Regions from separate parts of the Mus musculus genome. Here regions 1 and 3 are each linked to region 2. The links are chromatin contacts, called in public HiChIP or PLAC-seq maps. All regions are on one chromosome and are shown on one strand. Each heading gives the region's core, a stretch centred on a gene start, on an enhancer-like site or on the middle of the called end of the contact. The rest is flanking DNA. Distances are from core to core; before and after follow the strand shown. Region 1 holds the start of Chmp3 (charged multivesicular body protein 3). Region 2 holds the start of Thnsl2 (threonine synthase-like 2 (bacterial)). Region 3 overlaps Eif2ak3 (eukaryotic translation initiation factor 2 alpha kinase 3).

Evidence for each region. HiChIP or PLAC-seq counts read pairs in DNA pulled down with a chosen protein or histone mark.
Region 1: a contact with region 2 is called in an H3K27ac HiChIP or PLAC-seq map of extraembryonic endoderm stem cells, with 7 times the contacts expected there. The contact joins the promoter of Chmp3 here to the promoter of Thnsl2 in region 2. A contact is called at or near these places in 4 of 39 promoter capture datasets (embryonic stem cells, liver, macrophages and 1 more), 4 of 484 Hi-C or Micro-C datasets (CD8 T cells, regulatory T cells, stem cell-derived primordial germ cell-like cells and 1 more), 14 of 115 datasets of contacts at active chromatin or transcription factors (astrocytes, bone marrow-derived macrophages, cardiomyocytes and 7 more) and 4 of 9 other capture datasets (adipose tissue, embryonic stem cells, liver and 1 more).
Region 3: an H3K27ac HiChIP or PLAC-seq map of microglia shows a contact between it and region 2, with 3 times the contacts expected there. The contact joins the enhancer-like site here to the promoter of Thnsl2 in region 2. A contact is called at or near these places in 3 of 115 datasets of contacts at active chromatin or transcription factors (T-cell acute lymphoblastic leukemia, kidney and microglia) and 2 of 9 other capture datasets (embryonic stem cells and pancreatic islet).

Annotation. Positions count from the first base shown.
Region 1 is chr6:71,542,443-71,545,591 of GRCm38.p6, reverse strand. Chmp3 (charged multivesicular body protein 3) reads right to left here and starts at 1,740. Exons shown (of 6, transcript NM_025783.4): 1 at 1,559-1,740. The coding sequence starts at 1,603.
Region 2 is chr6:71,142,837-71,145,936 of GRCm38.p6, reverse strand. Thnsl2 (threonine synthase-like 2 (bacterial)) reads left to right here and starts at 1,557. Exons shown (of 9, transcript NM_001033929.2): 1 at 1,557-1,646.
Region 3 is chr6:70,870,959-70,874,045 of GRCm38.p6, reverse strand. The region is part of intron 2 of Eif2ak3 (eukaryotic translation initiation factor 2 alpha kinase 3); the gene reads right to left. Among named protein-coding and RNA genes, the nearest start is that of Gm23346, 17 kb to the right of the region's middle. Within about 2 kb of position 1,260, at least 188 of the 459 cell types and tissues checked have an H3K27ac peak or open chromatin away from gene starts, as enhancers often do. A contact at or near this core is called in microglia and pancreatic islet, where this site is marked.

The DNA of each region.
Region 1 (3,149 bases), core at 491-2,990, 400 kb before region 2:
TCTCTTAAAACCTTTTCTTATTAAGAACTTTCATTCACCTGTTACATTTTGCTCTCTCGTATAAAACTGAACATGTGGAACTTAAATGAGACAAGCATACAATTTCACTTCAGAACATTATGTAGACCATTTTGTGGTATTTGTATACTCTTCTTGAAGATAAGTAAATCATTACTAGTGTGTGGCTTTAGCTTTGTCATCCATAAGTTGAGATAGTCTAAAGAAAACAGTCTTATTACTATTTAAACTTATGCCTGGTATGTACATTACTCGTTTAACGTTTCCATTATTTTAAATAATAAGTGTCATTGCTAAGAATGTAATGTCAATTTCTCCTCTAGTAAAGTACCCCTCTTAAAAAAAAAAAAAAAAAAGAACACGCACCGGAAAATGGCAACGTTAATTAGACTGGCTTGACAGCTACACTTCCATAAGTGAACTAAAGGTTTAGAAGGACAAGTTTGAGTGCTGTAGAAACAGTGCTTCTCAAAGGTCAAGGCACATTCTAACCACTCGGGATAGTCATAATTTAAATCTGATTTAGTAGGTCTGGAATGGGACCCCACAAGTGCTATGTGCTGGGAGCTGGTACTGTTGGTGCGACTACTGGTGGTCAGTAATAAGGCTGGGTGTGTAAAGAATGCACCTTCACGCTGGGCGGTGGTGGCGCATGCCTTTAATCCCAGCACTTGGGAGGCAGAGGCAGGCGGATTTCTGAGTTCGAGGCCAGCCTGGTCTACAAAGAGAGTTCCAGGACAGCCAGGTCTACACAGAGAAACCCTGTCTCGAAAAAAACAAAAACAAAACAAAAAAAAGAATGCACCTTCACTACCACTACTAGCTCAAACTTCACATCCTTCAATGGTCAATTACTGCGGTAGCACTCTTCCTACTTGACATAGGAGAAGTCTCGGACAAGTTTTTCGAGATCAGAGAGCCGAGACGTCTAAAAGTAGGACTCAAACTTAGGCGGCTGATACTTGGTTTCTAAAATAACTCAATTGATAGGCAGATCTAAGGATTCAGAGTAGGATCCGAACTGTTTTCGGTAGCATCCTTATGGGTAGGGCCTGAGAGAACTGAGCTTCTAGAATAAACACAAGTCGGGCTTCCCTGCACACAGAGGAGAGCGAGAAAAGGACCTGCCTGGCAGGTGCCTGGACTTTTTGGGGGCTCCGACCCGGTTCACCGCACACAACCTTCCGGTCTAGGGCAAGTCCTCCGGGTGGTCTGCAGGCCGGCGCGGGGGCGGGGCTTGCGCAGGAGAAAGGTTCCGGGCGGCCCGTACCACCGCGCGCAGGGGAGAGAGTGCTTCCTCGGGGCCCGGCGGCGTGGCGCCTCCAGCGCCTGGGGGCGAGGCCGAGGTGCTCCTAACCAGGCCCTACACACCCGGGTCGGACGCCGAGCGGCCAAGGCGCGCTTCTCCTCACATCCCAATCCTAAACTCTTCCCTCGGCCCCTCGGCAGAGTGGAAGGCCCCGGAAATAGGGGCCAGCCTGAGAGCGCAGCTGGCTGTTCCCACCTCCGCTGCGGAGCTTCCCCGGTCGCTGGCCCTTACCAGCTCTTTGGGAGGCTTCTCCTGGGTTTTTCCAAAGAGTCCCATGATGAACTGAACTCCTCTTACCCCTTCCGACTTTCCGTTCCCTGCGCCCAGGCAGGTCACGGGCAGCCGCCTGGGCGGGGCTGGGAGGAAGGGAATCAGACGCCCAGAGAAGGGCGCGGCGGCAGCAGGGCTAGTACGCACGCGCGCGGCGCAGGCGCAGAGTTAAGTTGGGTGGGGTTCTACAGTGTGGATGACACCATTGCTCATAAGGGAGCTTAAGTGAAGTATAGAAGTAACTCTTAAGATATTTATTGCCTACACCCAAAACCTGTCAGCTAGCCCAGAAATATATATCTCAACGCTGTCACGCATATTTACAACCACTTCCCAGATATTTGTGGATGGGTTTCTCTTTGGGTCCGTAGTCACCTCACAGACTGCAAATCTACACACCTACTCGAAAACTTGACATCGCCTTCTTTCCCCTTTGTAGGAAGTCTTAAAAGTTCTAGCAGTGATCTTATGCTGAAGCTGGAGAAGAAGGGATTGATTCAACAGATTATAACATTTGTTTCGCTTGTAAGATTAAGGTTAAACAGACCTGCACGAGTCAGCTGAAACTAACTTTTAAAGAAGAGATAACAAAAGACTTGCATTCTGCACACATTAAAGAAATGGATTCATAGACAAGGAACTGTGCAAGGAAACTTGGGCCCCTGGAAGAACAGGAAGCCACTTCTACAGCCTCATCTTACCTTTAAAAAACAAACACCGGGGAAATCTTTTTTAAAAAAAACCCTATTTTCTTTACTGAAACTTTAATGATAAACATAAATATTCTCTAATGGAACAGAGGCAACCTGGGTCCATTGTCTATTCCCTCTGGGAAGGAACCAGTTAGTATATCTTACAGTTAAGTCTGCATATGTTCTGGCTTTCATATCATAGCTTTCTATAAATTGTAATATGGCCACTGGCTGGGTGGAGAGGAAATCAGACTCCTAATTTTCTTTATTATTTTTAAAATGTTATTGTTGGAGAATTTCATTCATGAATGTGATATGTTGTCCACATCCATTCCTCTGACTCTTCCCTTGGCCTTTACTGATTTTTGTTTCCTAATCTCTTTTAAAACACAAAGGAACTAAACTGGCATACTTATGGCACCTGCCATCCACTTTGCCCATTTTAATTCACACTTTCACCCGGGTGGGCACCAGGTACGAACATGAAGCGTTCTGTGCCTGGCTGTGCTGCGTCTTCAGGTGGATGCTGAATTCCTTCTGAGCTTTGGCCTTCCTTGTGTTTTGTCAATGGTCCATTGGTTTATTCTGAACTGGTTGGATACCCTGTTATTTTGTTCTCATGCAGAGGGAGGGTTTGTTTACTTTTGTTTGTTTTCAGAGTATTTGTTTATTTGCTACCAAGCCAGCCCTTTCCTCCTACCACTCCAACAACTAATTCTCCTTGCTTTTAGCAAACTTGCCTCTTTTAATTTAGAAAGTCTGATCATAAAGACACTATAGATAAGAGGTATTCTCATATCGGGGTACTCGAACACAACAAAGGGAGGGTCAGAAGAATCTCCCCAGCACAAGCAGTAGCC
Region 2 (3,100 bases), core at 308-2,807:
CCTGTCTTGAACACCCCAGAGGCAGTAACCCCTAATGATTAACTTAGTTGTCTCCAGCCTTTAGCTCCTCTCCTTGGTGAGAAGTCAAAGTACACTTCACAGAAGAACTTTGGGCTCCCTCTGGGCCCCAGGGTGGTGCTGTCCTGTAGGCCTGCCTGAGCCAGGCAGGGAGGCTGTCCTTGGATGCGATTTCTTTGGGAACACTGTAACAAACACTGCTGACTTTTGTGAGTCCCAGTTTTCCTGGCTTCTGAATGGTTAAATGCACCTCATGGAAAGTACAGAAACACGTTGGAGAAGGTCCATGGCTGACCTGTATCCCTCAATAGGTTGGTGCCTCTGACCTCTGTCAACTCTATGGCAAGTCCCTGGCCCATTTTGTACTCAGAAGGCCTATCCCATATCCTGAGCAGGGACAGTCTCTCAGTGCCTTCTACCAGGAGACTGAGCTGGCTACTCAGGGGCAGCTTCACACACTGTTGCCTAGTGGATGGCCTGTGTAGGGGAGGACTAGACGGCAGGCAACTTGAATAAGCACAGGCCTCAGGAGGAGGAAGGAGACAGGCAAAGACCAGGCCAAGGCCAGGGCTAAGAATAAATCTTAGACTGTACTTGTCTGGTCCATCTTCAAACCTATGTTTATCTTGGAGCGTGAATGTAAATCCTGGGACATTTGATCATGTTTGGAGAAAAAAATACCCCAAATTCTTGCTTTTTTCCCTCCCTGAAAAATAAATTAGGGCCTGAGACTGCAGCTCCACTGGTAAGGTGCTTGCCGAGCCCACACAAAGTTCTGCTTCGATTCCCAGCATAAGCCGTTGGTAACACAAGTCTGTAATGTCAGCACTCAGGAGATGGAGATGGAAGATCGGGACTTCAAGATCATCCTTTACTGTATAACCAGCTTCCATGAAGAAGGGGGGAGAACATAGAGAAAAGGAAGGGGAGGGGGAAACTGAGTCAGACTTACGCTTCTATAGATAGTATTGTTCTATTAAGAATTTTTTAGCTAAATGATGCACCCATCTGGTGGATTTTAGCACAGGCTCTTGGATTTATGTAAACCAGAATCCTGAAAGCCAAAGGATGGAATGGTGGAAGGCTAAGTCCTTCTTCCCACATTGCCCTCTGATTTCTCATCTAAAAACAAAACAAAGCTTTTAATCCCAGCACTCGGTGGAGGAGTTAGGAAAGGGATGTGCAAAGACAGGCAGATCTCTTTGTGAGTTCAAGGCCAGCCTGCTCTACATACAATCTCCTGAGTGGCCAGAGCTACATAGAGACAGGTCTCTCAATAAGTAAACAAACAAATAAAAACAGAACAAAATGTCACCGTCTTTTATTCTATCGAGTCTCAGCGAAGATCATGAGTCTAAAAGAGAATCCAGAGTCTGAAAGGCACTCATTGAACACAAAGGCTAGTGTTCCGGTGTCTGCCTTGTCCCCCACCCGACCCCCCTACTCCTGTCTTCCAAGCTCTGTCTTCTACCCCTCCCCGAAGTCCCTTCTCCACTCCCCCTCCTCCGCCCTCTGTAGGAGCTCCTCCCCAGCTTTGGCTTTAAACTCAGAACCTCCGGCTCAGGGAAGTCAGAGCTGTGCGCGTCGCCCACTGGACTCGGGTCTCCAGGCAGCTCCGCGCCCCTACGGTAACCTCGCCCAGTTCTCTGCTGCGTGCCCCCCACCCCGCGCTCTCCACGGTGACACGTCAGATTTCTGGCTGCTGTCCTGGTCCCGTAGCTCAGCTTGGCTTCCGGGCCACCGTTTTAAAGCCAGCTGGGGCCTTAGGATGGCAGCAGCCCCAATAGCCCTAGCAGCCCGCGCGGGTGGAGGATTTCTCATGTTTTTCTCCTGCAGCCAGGGTTCGGCAGTGTGGGAGTAACCCGGAAACTCAGGACAGTGCGCTGTGTTCAGAGGGTAGGGATGGGGTCTTAGGGTTCGGCGAGCTCGCCAGCGGGTGTACACCGCCCGCCCTCCCAGGCCTTGCTTTAAACTCCAATCCAGGAGTAGTGATCTACCACTAGGGGCGAGACTCCATGCCTCCCCACCTCCGCTACCGCCGCGCCGAATCCCGCCCCAAAGGCGGGATTACTGTTATTATTTATCGTGGTTATTGCCCTGTCTCCGCTCTGGAATAAAATCCAGAAACGTTCCAAAAAGTAATTATCACAGTAAAGTACAGCGGAGATCTGAGTCCAGAGCCCTGACACAACAGTCTTAAAAAAAAAAAAAAAAAAAAAGTCGTTAGCTGTTTCTTGTAGCTTTTTCTGCGCTGTCCCTTGAAGTGATCTTTCAGAACCGACCGACAGCCCTTAATCCTGTGAGAAGCTTGGGACTGTTTGCTAATCAAGCCATCTTCTTATTCTGGCACATGCTTAGCTCAAGCCGGGCTTTCTTCACCTCTGTGCCTTGTTCATGTCTTTCTTGGGTTGCAGAATCCCCACCTCAGTGCCCGGGTATCATGTGGTCCATTCTACCGAGGACCAAGGACAGGGCTTTGGAAAAATGTTCCTCATAGCTCCACCTGCTTCTGCCCTGTCCCAGCACCCCCAGCCCTTTGATCAGTAGAACTCCCTGGCTGCATTTCCTTTAGTCAGGTCCAGAATCCTTATGCAGCAAGGATTTCAGGGCAGTTTGCTCTAACGTTGTTCACAGCATTCCAGAACTCCCTGCAGTTACTGAAGGCACTGCTAAGCCTTTGACCTCCTGGCCCTGCTTCTGCCTTCTGAGCAGCTGTGCCTATGTCCCATGTCATGGACTCCTATGTGGGCTGATTCCTGTGTCCCAGATTCCTAACGTCATTTCTGTTTATACCCATTGCCCAGCATTACATTATCCACCCTGGTTCTATTTGATAATATTCTTGGTTTCAGGCATGTCTAATGCATGTGACTGAGAATAGCTATGAATAGGGAGGCCCAAAACAAAATTCTAAGCTTACTTAAAACATTATGTGATTTCATGTATCTCTTGCTCTTATAACTTGATGGCACCATTCTGAGGCCTGAACTTTGTAGATAGCAAAGTTATGTTGCAATGTCAAAAGGTGGGACCTGCCTGGTTGATAATTTAGCACAGCCTTGCTTCTAAGCTGAATGCACGT
Region 3 (3,087 bases), core at 11-2,510, 270 kb after region 2:
TAATGCGTCGTATTAGTCGAGTGCTCTACCACTGATCTGTAACATATTCAGCCCTCTCCTTCACTTTCTGTGGCAACCGAAGCTGAGACTCTATTATAGCCTCAAACTGTTAGGATCTCAAAATTATAGGAATATTTACCAGACACAGAAATGCTGATAATTTGTTTGTATCCAGTGATTGTTAATTAACTCTACAGTAAAAATCTAGATTTTAATTTTCTACCAAAAGGAAATGGGAGCCCAGAACCGAGGTGGAGTGGATACAAGATGGGCCATTACCATCTCATTATGACAAAAGACAAGTATGGACACATGGTGCCAGACAAAGGAAGCACTAGTCAAAGAAAAGAGAGAAATTCCTAAGTTCAGACTAATGAAAAAAAAATAAGTACCAATAAAAATTTTTTTAAAGGGAAGACTGAGAAAATTGCATTTTTTAACCATGACAGTAAAAAATTTAGATCAGGCAACAATTATTAATGTTATTTCTAGGCAGAAAATTTGATAACAAATAGGATATTTACATGGCCTTCCTGTTGCAGTTTTGAGACAGATTTCATATTGTAGCCCAGGTTGCCCTAGAACTCACTATGTAGTACCGGGCATGTGCCATCGCGTCTAGCTAGTATCTGCTGTTTTCATAAGTTCTCCAAAGACATCGAATGTATGTCACCTGATATTACTTAGTTTAAAATTTCTACTTATTTGTTTCCTTGTATCTCTGTCCCTCTTAAACCTTATTCATGCATGGGTTACAGGCAGTTGTGAGCTGCTATGTGGGCACTGGGAAATGAACCCAGGTCCTCTGGTAGAGCACTTAAGTGTTCTTACCAACTGAGCCATTTCTCCAGCCCTCCTTCCTTATATTTCTTGATAACAGCACACTCTACTTAACACAATTGACTTTGTATTTGAAGACTATCTGATTTAAAGTTGCCATTACGACAAATGTGTGTTGTGATACAGATACAATATGCAGATGATATACCATTTCAGATACAGATACAATATGCAGATGATATACCATTTCAAGGTACAAATGAAGGAAATCAAGTATTCACTATCGTCTGTTTTCTATCATCTGTTAGGAATCTGACGCTCTACACAACAGAATGACAGAATCGGATTGCAGTAAATCCAAAGGGACACTGTCACCGAAATGAAGGGAGGCTCAGTGGGTCTGCCACCATTAGCGAGCACCTCCTGTGACATGTGTCCTCTTTTACTAGCAACTCTTCCCCTAGAGTAGCAGCTGGTTCCAAGGGAATGCAGGTCCTATCTGCAGAAAGCAGCTGTCAAACTCACATGCACTGAACGACCTATGCACTCCAAAGTAACAGAAAATTTATCGCCAATTAGAAAAAAAATGCTTTAATCAACCAAGAAGGATTGTGATGCCTGACCACCTGAAAATGGCTTTATATCTAGAGGTTAATCCTTCAATGGTGGTAACTTCAGTGAGTGCAAAGCACACGATATAAGAAATGTGATTCAGTATTGATTCATCCTGTCATACGTTTGGATTATGGTTTTAGAAGTTTACTTTTTCAACAGCCGCTCTTCGCTGATTGGCTGCCTATGAGTCATACTTGAGGCTGGCGACCTTTGCACCAATCTCTGCAAAGCCTTTCAGGCTGTGGATATCAAAGCAGATGGTGCTTTTCCTGGAGAGCCTGAGCAGTGATCTATATGCATGCAGTTCAGGTAGCGATGACATCACCCCTCACAATAGCATTACCTCATCCTCTAAGCAAAGGAATGAGTCACTCCGATAGTCAGCTTTGAGTCTCTTGATAGAAAAAAAAAAAATGTAGGTTGCAGTGACGGATGATGCATAACCATATTCCACCCATCTGTCCCCGGGAGCAGCTATTCGTTCTGATCCGCTGCTCTGCGTTTCAAGCTAATTATGGGACCTGGGTTTCTCTTTGGTCATTTAACGAAGTATCAATTCTTGCTATTTTGAATTTATTTCCTCTATTTGTTCTCCCCCCCCCCCCCGTCATAATTTTAAAACGAAGGATCTGCCACACTGGTTAGCAAACTCAATACCAAAGATCTAGAGCGCTTTTCTGTGCAATTACCAAGAACTAACAGCTGGGTAAAGTGATTTGACTTCTGATCCTGAACAGAACTCTAAGTGACACACATGTGCACATGTAGTCAGAACAGTCCGAAAGACTGCAGTGGGAATAAGAACTCTGGTTTCCACGGGGAAAAGGAACGTCGAATGAAGAACAGGAAAAGGACATTAAAATGAACAAACACTATTAGAGAAAAACAAATCCTCCGGCTGTGTGAACGGTTTCCATTCACTTCTTCTTTCCTACGTCCCCCAGAGACAGGGCTTCTCTGTGCAGTCCTGGCTGTCGTCTTCACTTCCTGTGTGCCCACATACTCAACTTTAACTTACTGTGAAGTATTCTGAACGTCTGAAATGTAATGAGGCCAGTGCGGCAGCCCTCGTGTATTGATTTCCAATAACTACTGACACTTGGCCAGATGGTTCGTAAGAACGTAAGAGTTCACATCTCAGGTCGACCCAAAGACTAACTTTATAGAGGGAGTCCACATACATACATTCTGTCTGATTCCTCACACCACAGAAGGGGCTTCTTTCAGATCCCTTTTCTTAAGTTAAAAGTTTATATATTTATTGTTCTACTTTACATGTATGGGCCCTTTACCTGAGCATATGTCTGTGTACAATGTGTATGCCTGGTGGTCAAGGAGGCCAGAAGATGGTAGTGGAACCTCTGGAACTTGAGTTATAGACAGCTGTGAGCCACCATCTGCGTGCTGGGAATTGAACTGGGGTCCTCTGCAAGAGCAGCCACTGAGCCATCTCTCTAGAGAGAATCACTCCTTTTTGGAGAAAGGATTCAATGTCCTATAGAAGGGCCATATCCAGGACTTCACACATTCCTTAACAACTTCTTTTAACCCATGCATGTCCTGGACTGTGTGCCTCAGATCTGGTACTACTTCCTATTGTGTTAGGAGACTGTGAACTGCACAGGCGAAATTTTGCCCGATCAGTTTCATTTAAAAAAGTCTTATAATACATTCACACATTCTATCATTTGC